Regions from separate parts of the Gossypium hirsutum genome. Here region 1 is linked to region 2. A link is a contact called in public Hi-C data. All regions are on one chromosome and are shown on one strand. The core of a region is the stretch at or near the end of the contact, and the rest is flanking DNA. Distances in the headings are between cores, read along the strand shown.

The links. A called contact is a pair of places that touch in the nucleus more often than the background predicts.
Region 1: a Hi-C map of leaf shows a contact between it and region 2, with 3 times the contacts expected there. The contact joins the promoter of LOC107901532 here to the enhancer-like site in region 2. A contact is called at or near these places in 11 of 34 Hi-C or Micro-C datasets (fibers, hypocotyl, leaf and 1 more).

What each region holds. Positions count from the first base shown.
Region 1 is chrD06:21,046,643-21,052,871 of Gossypium_hirsutum_v2.1, forward strand. LOC107901532 (probable glycosyltransferase At5g03795) reads right to left here and starts at 2,884. Exons shown (of 6, transcript XM_016827584.2): 1 at 2,501-2,884; 2 at 2,166-2,233; 3 at 990-1,890; 4 at 768-898; 5 at 310-658. The coding sequence starts at 1,775.
Region 2 is chrD06:20,704,000-20,710,009 of Gossypium_hirsutum_v2.1, forward strand. No RefSeq gene overlaps it. Among protein-coding and RNA genes, the nearest start is that of LOC121218511, 33 kb to the left of the region's middle. Within about 2 kb of position 2,047, at least 3 of the 9 cell types and tissues checked have an H3K27ac peak or open chromatin away from gene starts, as enhancers often do. A contact at or near this core is called in hypocotyl and leaf, where this site is marked.

The DNA of each region.
Region 1 (6,229 bases), core at 1,634-4,133, 340 kb after region 2:
TTAAAACGCAACAAATCAGCATTTTTTAACGTTCAACCTTATGGTTATTTGCTCAAAAATTTAAATATGCAAGGAATATATGGATTCTAGATAGTTTAATTATTTGCTCAAAAATTTAAATATGCAAGGAATATATGGATTCTAGATAGTTTAACCTAAGAAAAAAACTGAAAATCGTAGCAAGAACTTACTACTGAAGAAAAAATCAACAGTTTTATCATGCAAATTGCAACAAAGTAAGAGCTCAAGTGGTTTCAAATTCCAGGAAAAAATAGCCAAGTAAAACCCAAGAAAGCATGAAAACCATACCCAGTCATGGCAAGCGACCAGAAAATGATCAGCTCCTTGAGTTCTGTTCCAGTAAGGATATTTTGCTGCAATCGTGTCCGCATAGTTCTTCAAATACTCTACAAGGTTCTGGATACTGTGAGAATCAGGGACATATAATGTCTCTTCCAACATTCTAGAACTAAAAGGTAAGTAAAACAGTTGGGCTTCTCTTGGTTTTTTAGTAACAAAGTTTCTATTAGCTTGCAGTTGTTTCATGAACCATCCTTCAGAGGCATAAATACCCTTGAGAACCGGCTTATGGAATATGGGTTTTTTTCCTTCCTTGTAGATATATACTTTGAGTGTGCTTTCCATCAATTCATAGCTCCTGTAATTTATGATGAAAATTGTTTATATATTATGCACTTGAGTAGAAGTAACTAATTTTGTGCTACCACAAAATAATAGAGTTTTTTAGTGGAGCGAGCAGAATATACCTTTTGAACATAGAAACATTCCGATAAAGAGGTGCATAAAGTTGCTGATCGTTCTCTAAAATAGGTGCTTTCTCAATCTGCGATCTTACATTTAATAGCACTTTGTCTGCTGCTGAAGCCCATCTTGGTGTCTACAAACAAATGGACAGAGGAAAAAGAACATTGAAGTACAGAAACAAATTTATTCCTTGACAAGAATGGAAAATAGATGTTTGAGCATACCGTGGAATGATATGAAACACGACTCCGATAAAGCAAATTGTTCATATCAGCTATAGTAGTCGGTGCCTCCTTTGCAACAGTCTTATTATTGTAACTTTCAGGATAGTCCTCAAATTCCTCTGATGAAGACTTCCTACCAGAATTGTTATCATTATCTAATATGGAATCACTATTCTGATCTTTGTCATTTACTTCATAGGTCCCAAAATCATTAGTTGCTTCATTAACAGCACTAGTTTGGTTCAAGCTATCTAGAGTTGCCATGTTATTTTCCTTGCTTAACTCCAATGATAGACCACCTTCCACCTCTGCTGTAGTCATATTTTTGGAACTTTCAGCATCATACACTGTAGAATTCTTAATTAAATCTACCAATTCCTCACTTAAAGACTCTTTTGGAGATTCACTGCCTTCCTCAAATGTAGAAGATTTATTCAAGTCCACATCGGTTTCTGATATAACATCATCATTAGAATCCATGTCCCTTTCTTCAGAGACCTCATTACCATGAACTGTCTCACTACCAGCATATGTTCCATTACACTCCAAACCAATTGAATGAGTCACGTAACGTATTGTCCCATCTAGCTCAGTCGATGATGGAGCACTGGCTAAGAAACTACTTTGTCCCTCAACAGAGATCTTACCAGAAGGAACTACCGCCGAAAACACATTCTCGCTCAAAAGTTCAAGATACTGGAATGTTATAATCACCGTGATCGCACATATAAGCCATATCAATTTCCTCGCATCTAATTGAAACCAAGATTTAAGTTCATGCCCCATTGAGTAACAACTTGACTACTTGTCAGCTCAGTTCCAATGCTAAATATCATCCCTGCATTCTGTTCCTTAGCCCCTGAATTTAGTCACAATGAAAGTCCTTCACCGATTAATGAACCTAACTCAAGCAAAGAGTAAAATGATTCAAAAAACTAATAATCAGCATACATGAACAATTGTTGAACCTATTTTAGCAGTCAATGAATCAAGTAGGAAAAAAAAGTCAACAAATTAGAGAGTACAAAAACACCGGTTCATATTTTAAACCATTAAATACAGATCTAACGCCGATTCTTTCATTAATCAAAATCCAGAAAATATAGAGAGAAGTGACGGAGCAACAAGAAGTAGAAAAATAAACTAAAATAAGAAAGCGAAAAGAATAATGCTTACGAATTTCGCTCGTCGAACTCTCACTCTTCAGTTAGGTGGAAAAGAATCCAATTAAGAAAACGAAAACTCTACAATTCAAGAAAATAGAGAAGCAAAGAATCAGCATACTTATAATTGTACATCTGTTTTAGCGGTCAACTAATCAACTAGCAAAAAGAAGTCAACGATGTAGAGAGTACAAATCACCGGTTCGTATTTTAAACCATTAAATGCAGATCTAACCCCAATTATTTCACTAATCAAAATGCAAATCCAGAAAATACAGAGAGAAGCGAAGAAACAATCAGGAATACAAAATTCAACTAAAACAAGAAAGTAAAGAAAAAAATGCTTACGAATTTCGCTCGTCGAACTCTTGCTCTTCAGTTTGGTGGAAAAGAAGCTAATGATGAAAGCGAGAAATCTAAAGTTCAGGAAAATAAAGAAGCAAGGAATCTTCTCCAAGAGGCGCGCAGTTGTAAAACTAGAGAGATCAAATTCTTCTTCCTCTTTACTCCGTTTTCTTTTTGCTTTTGCTTTTGATGAACTCTTTTCTTTTTCTTTTTCTTTTTCTTTTTTCTTGAGCAGCCAAACCGTAAGATGTTGAGAATTTGAATGGGAATTTAAAAGCTTCAATGCCCTGCAGCTTCCTTGTTACTGAGAAATTTTTTTTTCTTTTGGCTTTACCAATAAGTTGGAAACAAAGAACCTCTCCTGGTCGGCTTTTATTTTTACTCTGGTAAATGATAAATGTTTTTGGACGAGAAAGGACAGTCGTTTATTATTATATTTCGTTATTACCGCAGCTAACTTTTGACTTCGCTGTGCCTAACCGATTCCTTTAACATACCATGACTATTTGCTAACTTCTTCCATCAATCACCTAGTTACTACATTCTTAATAAAGGAATTAGTCGTTACTATTGACCCATCTAGATTGCCCTAAAAAATTTACAGCGTGTTTGATTCGCTGTAATGGGTATGCGATTACCCATCTATTCCGCGCGCCTCACCTAATCCGGCGTTTGGTTCGCTGTATGCCTATTACAGGCGTATTACATTACCGGCCTATTCCCCAAAATCTCTGCTTTTGTATTCCTTTCCCAAAACGACGATTAGCTATTACGGACGTCTTCCCAATTTCTATGCCCTGTTTTACCCTCCCAGTCTTTTTCAACCAACGCTGAAAACTCGACTCTTTCCAGCTCCCTCTCTGAACAAGTCTTTAACAACCATTTCCCCATTTCCCGTTTCCCCTTTTCCCCAAATCAGAATCCCTAAAACTTGCCCGACTTTGAACAAGTCTTTAATTTGTTTTTTTGTTATGTTGTTAAACTTTGTTAGTTCTTTGGTGCCAGAGCTGAAAACCCGAATCAAGAAGTACTTTGAAGGGTATGAAGAGGCACTCCCTTCAGTTCTTGAGGCCATTTTGCGGAGAAAGTTGGCTGGGAAGCATAAGGAGACCGATGATGAATTGATGGATGAATTGGAGGTGCAACCACGAGTCGATGTGGATGATGAAAAGTTCGAGTCAAATTTTACTAATTTGTACTCGATTGGTGATGAAGAGGACTCTTCGCTGGGACAAACTCCTCCCAGGTTTTTATTGATTTTAATATCATATATGTTCTTTTCTATGTAAGGCTTTCTGGTTCTATTATACTGGATTGCTTTACTTTCTATCGTGGACCTGTAAATCTCTGCCAATTCTAGCTTATCATTTGCAATACTGATGGATGTTCAGATTATCAATCTATTTTCTTGTGAAATGATCGAATGCAATATTTTCAGGGTGTCTTTGTGTAGTGAAATGAGTGGTAGACTTGGTAAACTTGCATGTGTTACAAAATTGAATCTAGAGATCCGTTTCCTAGTCTTGACTTGAGCAACTTACTGCCAATCTTCCTCCAAAGTAGTTTCCTAATCAATTTGGCTTTATGTTTAATAATGAGAGTTTGCTATTGGTTTTTCTTGTTAGAGATCTGTGTGTTTGTTATAGTTGGTTATAGGTAAAATGTAGGGACGAATTGAAAGAGAGTAGAATGAGTGTGCTTCAGGTTATTATTGTTGGATTGAGAGAAAACCAATAGCTGACAAGGTCTATGAATCTTATGGTGCAAAGGCAATGTGTTTGGCTTCAGCATATATGGAGTATATAACTGGGCTTCATTTTGACTGTCCTTATGGTAATTGATATTTTCTTTGATTGCAGGATGATTCCTTGCAAAGACTAAGCATGGGGTGGCAGCTTTCGCTGGTGTGAATTGAAGGCTTATGAGGGGATTCTTGCACCATATGACAAGACAAGAGAATGGTTATTCCTGATGCTCTCAAGTTTTGCAGTAGTTGGTTTCTTTTGTGGAATTTAGAATTTCGTTTTCTTACTTGCTTCTATGGATAGTTAGTCATGCTCAATGTTTTTAAAATTGGTGGAGAAAATAACATTAGCCTGGAGTAAATATGAAATATACCATTGAACGCTTTTATGTAGGTTATTTTCAAGTTTTGTTTTTGGCTGTTCGTAATTCTGAATTCTCTTCACGAACATTGGTGTTGCCTTGGATATTATATAAGTTTCTGTTTCTGATTGTTCGTATGCTCGACTATGAAATGGTTCCTATTAGCACAAAGGAGTGCATAATGAATTAGACTTCCTTCCTGTCATTTAAACTAAATATTCTTTATTGCTTACTAACTGAGCATGTTGTTTTCTAATTATGCCGTTTTCAAGGTATTCATTTTCATTTTCTTTCATTCCTGGAAAACCCCTTTTCTCTCCTTTGCTTCTTCTTACCAAGATTCGGCAATATATATCAGTTTGAGGGCTCATAAGGTTTCTACAATTAAGCTGTAGGTTAAGGGGTTGGACTGGTACTTGTGGCTTGTGATTGCGGTTGCTTTTAGTGCCCAAACAAATTCAATCCTTGACATGCTGGTTCTTGTGACTTGTGGTTTACTTTTGGTGCCAAAACAAATTTAATCCTTGACATGCTGGTAGTTGTGGCTTGCGGTTGCTTTTAGTGCCAAAACATAGCAACTTTTCTGTAATTGATTATGTGTTCAATGTCACACATTTTGAAGCTTCATTTTCTTTGATTATTTTGAACTTCAATTTCATATGCTTATTTCAGATGTATGGTTGCCAAGTTAATGGCTTTGTTTTCCTTGTACAAGATCCAGCCAAGTTAATGTTTAATATTTTTTTAAATTTGTCTAATTCTTTTTCATTGCTTTTTCTCCTTAAATTGTTTTATTTATAAATTTATTATTCTAATAAATAAATGTCATGTTAAAAAATGAGAAAAATAGATATTCATTTATTTATAAATATTTTTAGAATTTTGTATGTATTTTTATCGAAAAATAAATGTTTAAATTTTTAGTTTTTTAATTTTTATTTTTGAATTTTAAGAATAATGGTTAAATTTATATAATATGTAAAATTGAAGGTTAAGTTTATTGAATTTTTTAAAGTTAGGACCAGATTAATAGAATTTGTAAGTATTGTAGTATTATATATATTATGATTTTAGAAAATTCATATAAGAATATTTAATATTAAGAATTTTATTAAATTATATATTTTTATTAAATTATATTTAATAATAATTATGTTAAATTATATTTTATAGTATTATATATTATGATTTTAGAAAATTCATATAAGAATATTTAATATTAAGAATTTTACTAAATTATATATTTTTATTAAATTATATTTAATATAATTATGTTAATTTATATTTTACAGTATCATATATTATGATTTGAGTAAATTAATATAAGAATATTAATTATTAAGAATTTTATTAAATTATATAGTTTAATTAAAATATATTTAATAATAATTATGTTAATTTATATTTTACAGTATCATATATTATGATTTCAGTAAATTAATATAAGAATATTAATTATTAAGAATTTTATTAAATTATATATTTTAATTAAAATATATTTAATAATAATTATGTTTAAATCTGATTAAATTATTTATTATTGATAATAATAATCTTATTATAATTTAAATAACAATAACAATAATCATTTACCAAAACAATTTTATGCTAAGGGTATTCTAGTCA
Region 2 (6,010 bases), core at 797-3,296:
TTTTTATATTAGATAAATATAATTATCTGTATATGCAATATATAAACATAAAATGATGTTATATCAATAATAGTGCTAATAAATTATGAGAACTGAATTAAATTAAAATTTCATTATAAAATTACACAAAAATAAAGTTACTGTAATAAATTGTACATTAGATCAAAATTTATGTATAATTTTAAGATTTATCCCAACCTAAACTAACTCAAACTCGACCCAAAATTAAAATTGATTCAAACTAAAAATGAAAAATATTAGTCCGAATTCAAAATCATAAAAAAAAACCTTAAAAACTTGAATTTTCTCCATCCAAATGGATGCAAATCAAAATAATAATATGAGAAATGGGGTATCCTTATCTGGTCAAGTAAGCATCCCAAGGGGGGTACCTAGATAAATCTTCTGTGATTCTTCACAATCATTTTGTAGGTAATCTGAAGACATCTCTCAGATTCTTCGAGTTGTCAAAAACAAGTGGCTCAGCAAACTCCTTCGAAAAGGAGAGAAGAAAAACACTGTTTTAAATTCCCTTGTACCAAACAATAGTGAGGAGCCTATATCTTAAATAAGGTCAAATTGTGCTTCAACATAAGAATTAGTCACTACACTTTCCCCTTTTACTTTTATATTATCATCAATTAATTTAAAATAATTAACATCTATTACAGATAGCTTTCTTAATCCTTTCAAACATAAAATTAAAAATTAAAAAAAAATCATGTCAACATAATAAATTGAAAGGAGTGTTTTTTAGAGAAAAAAATAGATCTAACATTTTACCAAATAATGATATTACAAAAGTAAAAAATCAAATTATGTTAAATTAAATTATATTAATTAAATCACTAATAAAATTTAAATTTCATGATAAAGTTACAGTTATAAAATTTTGAATTTTTAAATTTAAGTCTCACGTATATAAATATATGAGATCTTGTTAAATTAATTATTTAATTCAATGCTTATAATAGTTGTTTCTATTGGATGGGTTATAACTTCAAAATAAAAATAGAAACATAGTATAAACATGGAAAAATAGGAAGTTGGATAATGAGGACTAATTTTGATGGTTGTAAGATAGTGATAAAAAATGGTAAAAAAAAACAGTACCATATCTAATGGAGTAAGGTCGTTTTAACTGGACATTCACATGGGTCTAATTTGATTTGTCTCCTATGCAACACCAATCCGACAATAGGATTATATGGCTATCTGCTAGACCGTAAAACTAGCTGACATTATTATTATAGAAACCTATGCATATTTTTACGTTGTTCAAGATATTTGCTCAGTGACACATTCAAGTTGACGCCTGCCTTTTACAAACAAACACGAGATTTTACTTTTTATTTAGAAAAAAAGATTAAGTTGTAGTCGTAAATCAAATCAAAATACTTGTGATTATATATAATGAAAAATTGTATTGAGAGATGTAGTTGTGTTTCTTGTTGATAGTTCGTATATGAAATAGAAACTTGAAATGTAATATTAAGGTTGTAGTGATGGGAGTATAATTTGATTTTTTGTAATGTTAGTAAGCTGCTACTTGTTAGTGTTAAATGGATGATATGGTTTCTTAACATTGTTTTTATTTTTTTAAAAGGTCGTGGCATCACTTCAAGAGCATAGTAAATAATATTATCAAACTGACAAATATCAATAATAGAATCTTTATATTATATTTAATTTAAAATTTTAGTTTTTATATTTTCTGACATAATTTAATTCTATTATTGTTAATGTTTTGTCTTAATACAAAAAACAACAACCTACAACTATATCAAAAACCCAAAACGTAGAAATATGCAATTAGTAATTTCTCACTAGTTCTTTTTATTAGTTTATTATGCTAAAATTTTAATTTTTTTTAAATTTAATTTAATATAATTTAATCCCTCTATTTTTATTACTAATATATATATATATAATTTCACTAACATCAACGTCGTGAAAAAAGTGATGTGATTCTTATGATCGGACGGCTAACAGTCCAAAGCAAGAAGTATGTGGATGTTGTTGGGCCTTATCTTGGGCCCACCGCACATGTGGCCGCGTAGGCCCTTTTCTTTCGGTTTGATAGAAGTCAACTGTCTGTTTGAGGGCCCAATTGCAAACTTCTCAAAAACTTTCGATACCGACGAAATTTATTTAAACATTTTGTCTTGCCTTCTACTATATATATATATTCATCATCGACATTTCCCCAAAATGGAAGACCACCAATTTGCCGAATGGCCCATCTTGAATAAAATTTATCTACTTATGTAAAGGTGTTCATGGTCAAGTCATATTCGGTCCTAATCCATATATGGAATTAACATCATATATAATTGTTCATGTCGGATCCCCATATACGCCTCAAATTTCAAGATAGCCCAAACCCATTTAAGTCGGTTATATTAGTTTGTTCTTTTTTATATTAAATAAATTTTATATTTTAATTTTATTTAAAATTTAAACATGAGCTTAAACATATTTTTAATATTTACATTAAAATATTTTATATATAATTCTCATATGATATAAATTACATACTATATAAAAAATAAAGAAAATAATATATTATACAATTACAAAATAAGTTGGGCCTAGTTTGAGCATTGACTACTAGGGTTCAAGTTTGATCCATATTTTAAATGAATTTATATTTTTCACTTTAGTTAAATTTTTGGATTTAATGTTTTTGACAAAACCCTTCCAATTATTAAGCGAGCTTCAAGCTTGGACAAGTAGCTCAATCCTTAGACATGTCTTAGGACAATAAAAATTATATTCAATTAGAGATAAATGCAAACACCTCCAAAATTATAAAATATGAAAAGTTATTTTATTAATTTTAATCAAGCTTGATATCACGAATTAACTGACACCAATTCAATCATTAAATTTATCAAAAATTTTTCGTGAAATAACTCAATCAAACAATACTTGCATAAGAATAATTATATTATTTAAACTTTTATATTTAAATTTACCTAAACCTTTTCGTCCTCTAAAAATACTAAAATTTTGGTGTTTTTATTCAAATGGCCTAGATTCGAATGCTTCGATTTTTATTTTTAATGCATATATTTTCTTTATTTTTAATCCATATTTTTAATAATAACTTTTTTATTTATATAGATAAACTAATAAATATGTAATATTTTGATATATATATTTTATATATAATTTTTATATGTTAAATATTTATTATTTTCATCTACATTGTAGTATGGTAAATTCTAATATTATAAAATCAAAATATTATTTTATTAAATATATTTTTTATATTTATTTTTCTTCTATGTCATGGTTAATAACTTTTTTATTTAGACAAAATAATAAGTATGTAATTGTATAATAAAAATATATATTATATATCTATGTTAAATATATTTTATTTTTTTTAAATATCAACTAATTATTTTGATATATTTTTCTTATATATAATTTTTATAAATATTTATTTTTTACTTATATTATGGGTATGGTAAATTTTAATATTATAAAATCAAATAATTATTTCAAATATCATTATTTTTTCACCTACATTATAGTATGGTAAATTATATTTAATAAAAATAATTATATTTGAAACAATTATTTTATTTAATAATAGTAGAATTTACCATACCGACAATGAGGTAACAAATAAATATTTTAAATATAAAAATTATATATAAGATAAATATATCAAAATAACTAGTTGATATGTTTAAAAAATAAAATATATTTAACATAATGATATATATAATTTTTTATTATATAATTACATATTTCTATTTTTTATATATAGAACTTTCACATATAAAATTATATTTGAAATAATTATTTAATTTTATAATATTAAAATTTACTTAAAAAAATAAATATTTAACATATAAAAATTGTTTTTTTTAAAGAATACCAAAATAAAGAAATTATTACATATTTATTATTTCGTAAGTTGTTAACGAAAAATATGAATTAAAAACCAAAATTAAGATTGTGAGTGGATTTGATGTTATAATAAAAGGAAACAATTTATGTATGACACATTTAAATTTATCATTTGCCTCATAAATTTAAGGATTTAAAATCAGATTATATAGATAACTAAATTTATTAAATATCATATGTGGAATTTTTATCTATCTCTTTGTAAGTTGCAGGAATACTATTTTTTTATAAAAAATATAACATCTTTATATTGTAGTATTTAAAGATATTATAGTAATATTCAAATAATATTTTTAAAGTAAATTATGATACAACATTTCTATATAAAATATATTATTTTACTTCAATATTCATGCACACAGTAGTATTTAAAAATATTATTTGAAGACATTATATAAATATATAATATAATATCTAAACTTGACGTGTAGTATTTATTAATCTTATTTATCAAATTTCTTACTATAATTTATATAATCTAAATAATATAAACTTAATAGCATTTCGTGTAATTTGAAGTTACAATTCAGATATATGTCCATAATTTGTGCTGCAAATTTATGACTTCAATGCAGATAAATCATTTCACAGTTCAGACCTATTTTAATATTTAAACTAAAAACAGTAATTGATAAGAAATATAAATAATAAAATGAATATAAACACCTAATTTTATATAACAAGAAATATGCTAATTAATTTATAGCTTACAATTAAACAAAATCCATTCCTTTACCGCTTACATTTGAAGTAAATGATATGCAAAATATAATTTTAAAATGCTTTTTATGAATTTAAATATTTTTACCTGAATTTCATGCATGCGTCTATATTCAATTATAATTTCAATTTTAATTATTAAGAAAGTTTTAAAAATAATCTGGAATAAGTAATTTAATGTCAGATTTCACTTTCTGAATAAATTCCTTAATAAAAATATAAACCTTAATATGTAATTAACCATGCATATTGTATTTTCCTTATCTTAAAAAAGTTAACACAATAAATCAGTATCCAACTATCTACTATAATTTGACTTTATTCACTCTCTCTTTCAATAAAATAATAAATATTCAAATTTATGTCAAATTAATTAATATTTGGTAACTAGTATTGTAAATCAAATTAATATAGTAATTTTGGATATCACTTTACAAAGTTGAATTAAAATTATTTCTCACTCTTTTATTACACCTTCCATCATGAGTTCTCTTCTTATGGAGGTCAATTTCTCTATTTATAAGGCACGGTCCTTTGATTTGACGTACTAAAATTAGATAAGTCCCATGCGTACTAACATGTATCTTATTCTAAGGTTAACATGTGTCTCTTGAGTATGGGTTTGCTTGCATAATAGTGCAAACCCATACATGTGTCTTGTGGGCTCATCGTGAGGCCTCTGAAATGCCCTGGGTGATCCACTCTGGGAATAATTCTTGTGTTGTTCCCCATCTTGAACTTGCAAGCTCTACAAAGAAGGACCCTGTTGGCCACCCATATTTTGATGGCCTTTAAAATGTTTGTCATCCTTTTGAAAAGTGCTATGAGTTGCTCTCTTAATCTCCTCGGCTTCGGTGAACTTATATGCCCTCTCATATAAGTCCACCAGGCTTTGCAATCTATTGTCAGTGAATGAATATAGAACATGTTCATTATGAACTCTCATAATGAAGGCATCAATGGCCCACTGATCTTTTAAATTCTTTGTATTCAATGTCGTTGCATGGAAGTGCTTAACGTAATCTTGCAGAGATTCTCCTTCCCTTTGCTTCACTGACATCAAACCCATTGGGGTACTCATTATTGTCCTATGGGTACGGAACCTACCTAAAAACATCTAGCCTAACTGTGAAAAACTTTGAATAGAACCCTGCGGTAAAGATAGATACCAGTCATTCACGCTTCCCCTGAGAGTTTTCAAGAAAGCTTTACACTTCGCCATGTCAAAATCTCGCAGCACATTCATATAATCATTGTATTGCATGAGATGAGCTCTCGAGTCCCTTCTCCCTTCAAACATCTCCATCGGTACCTTAAACTCTAATGGCAACCCCACAGTTGCGACCTACGGAGCCAATGGGTTATT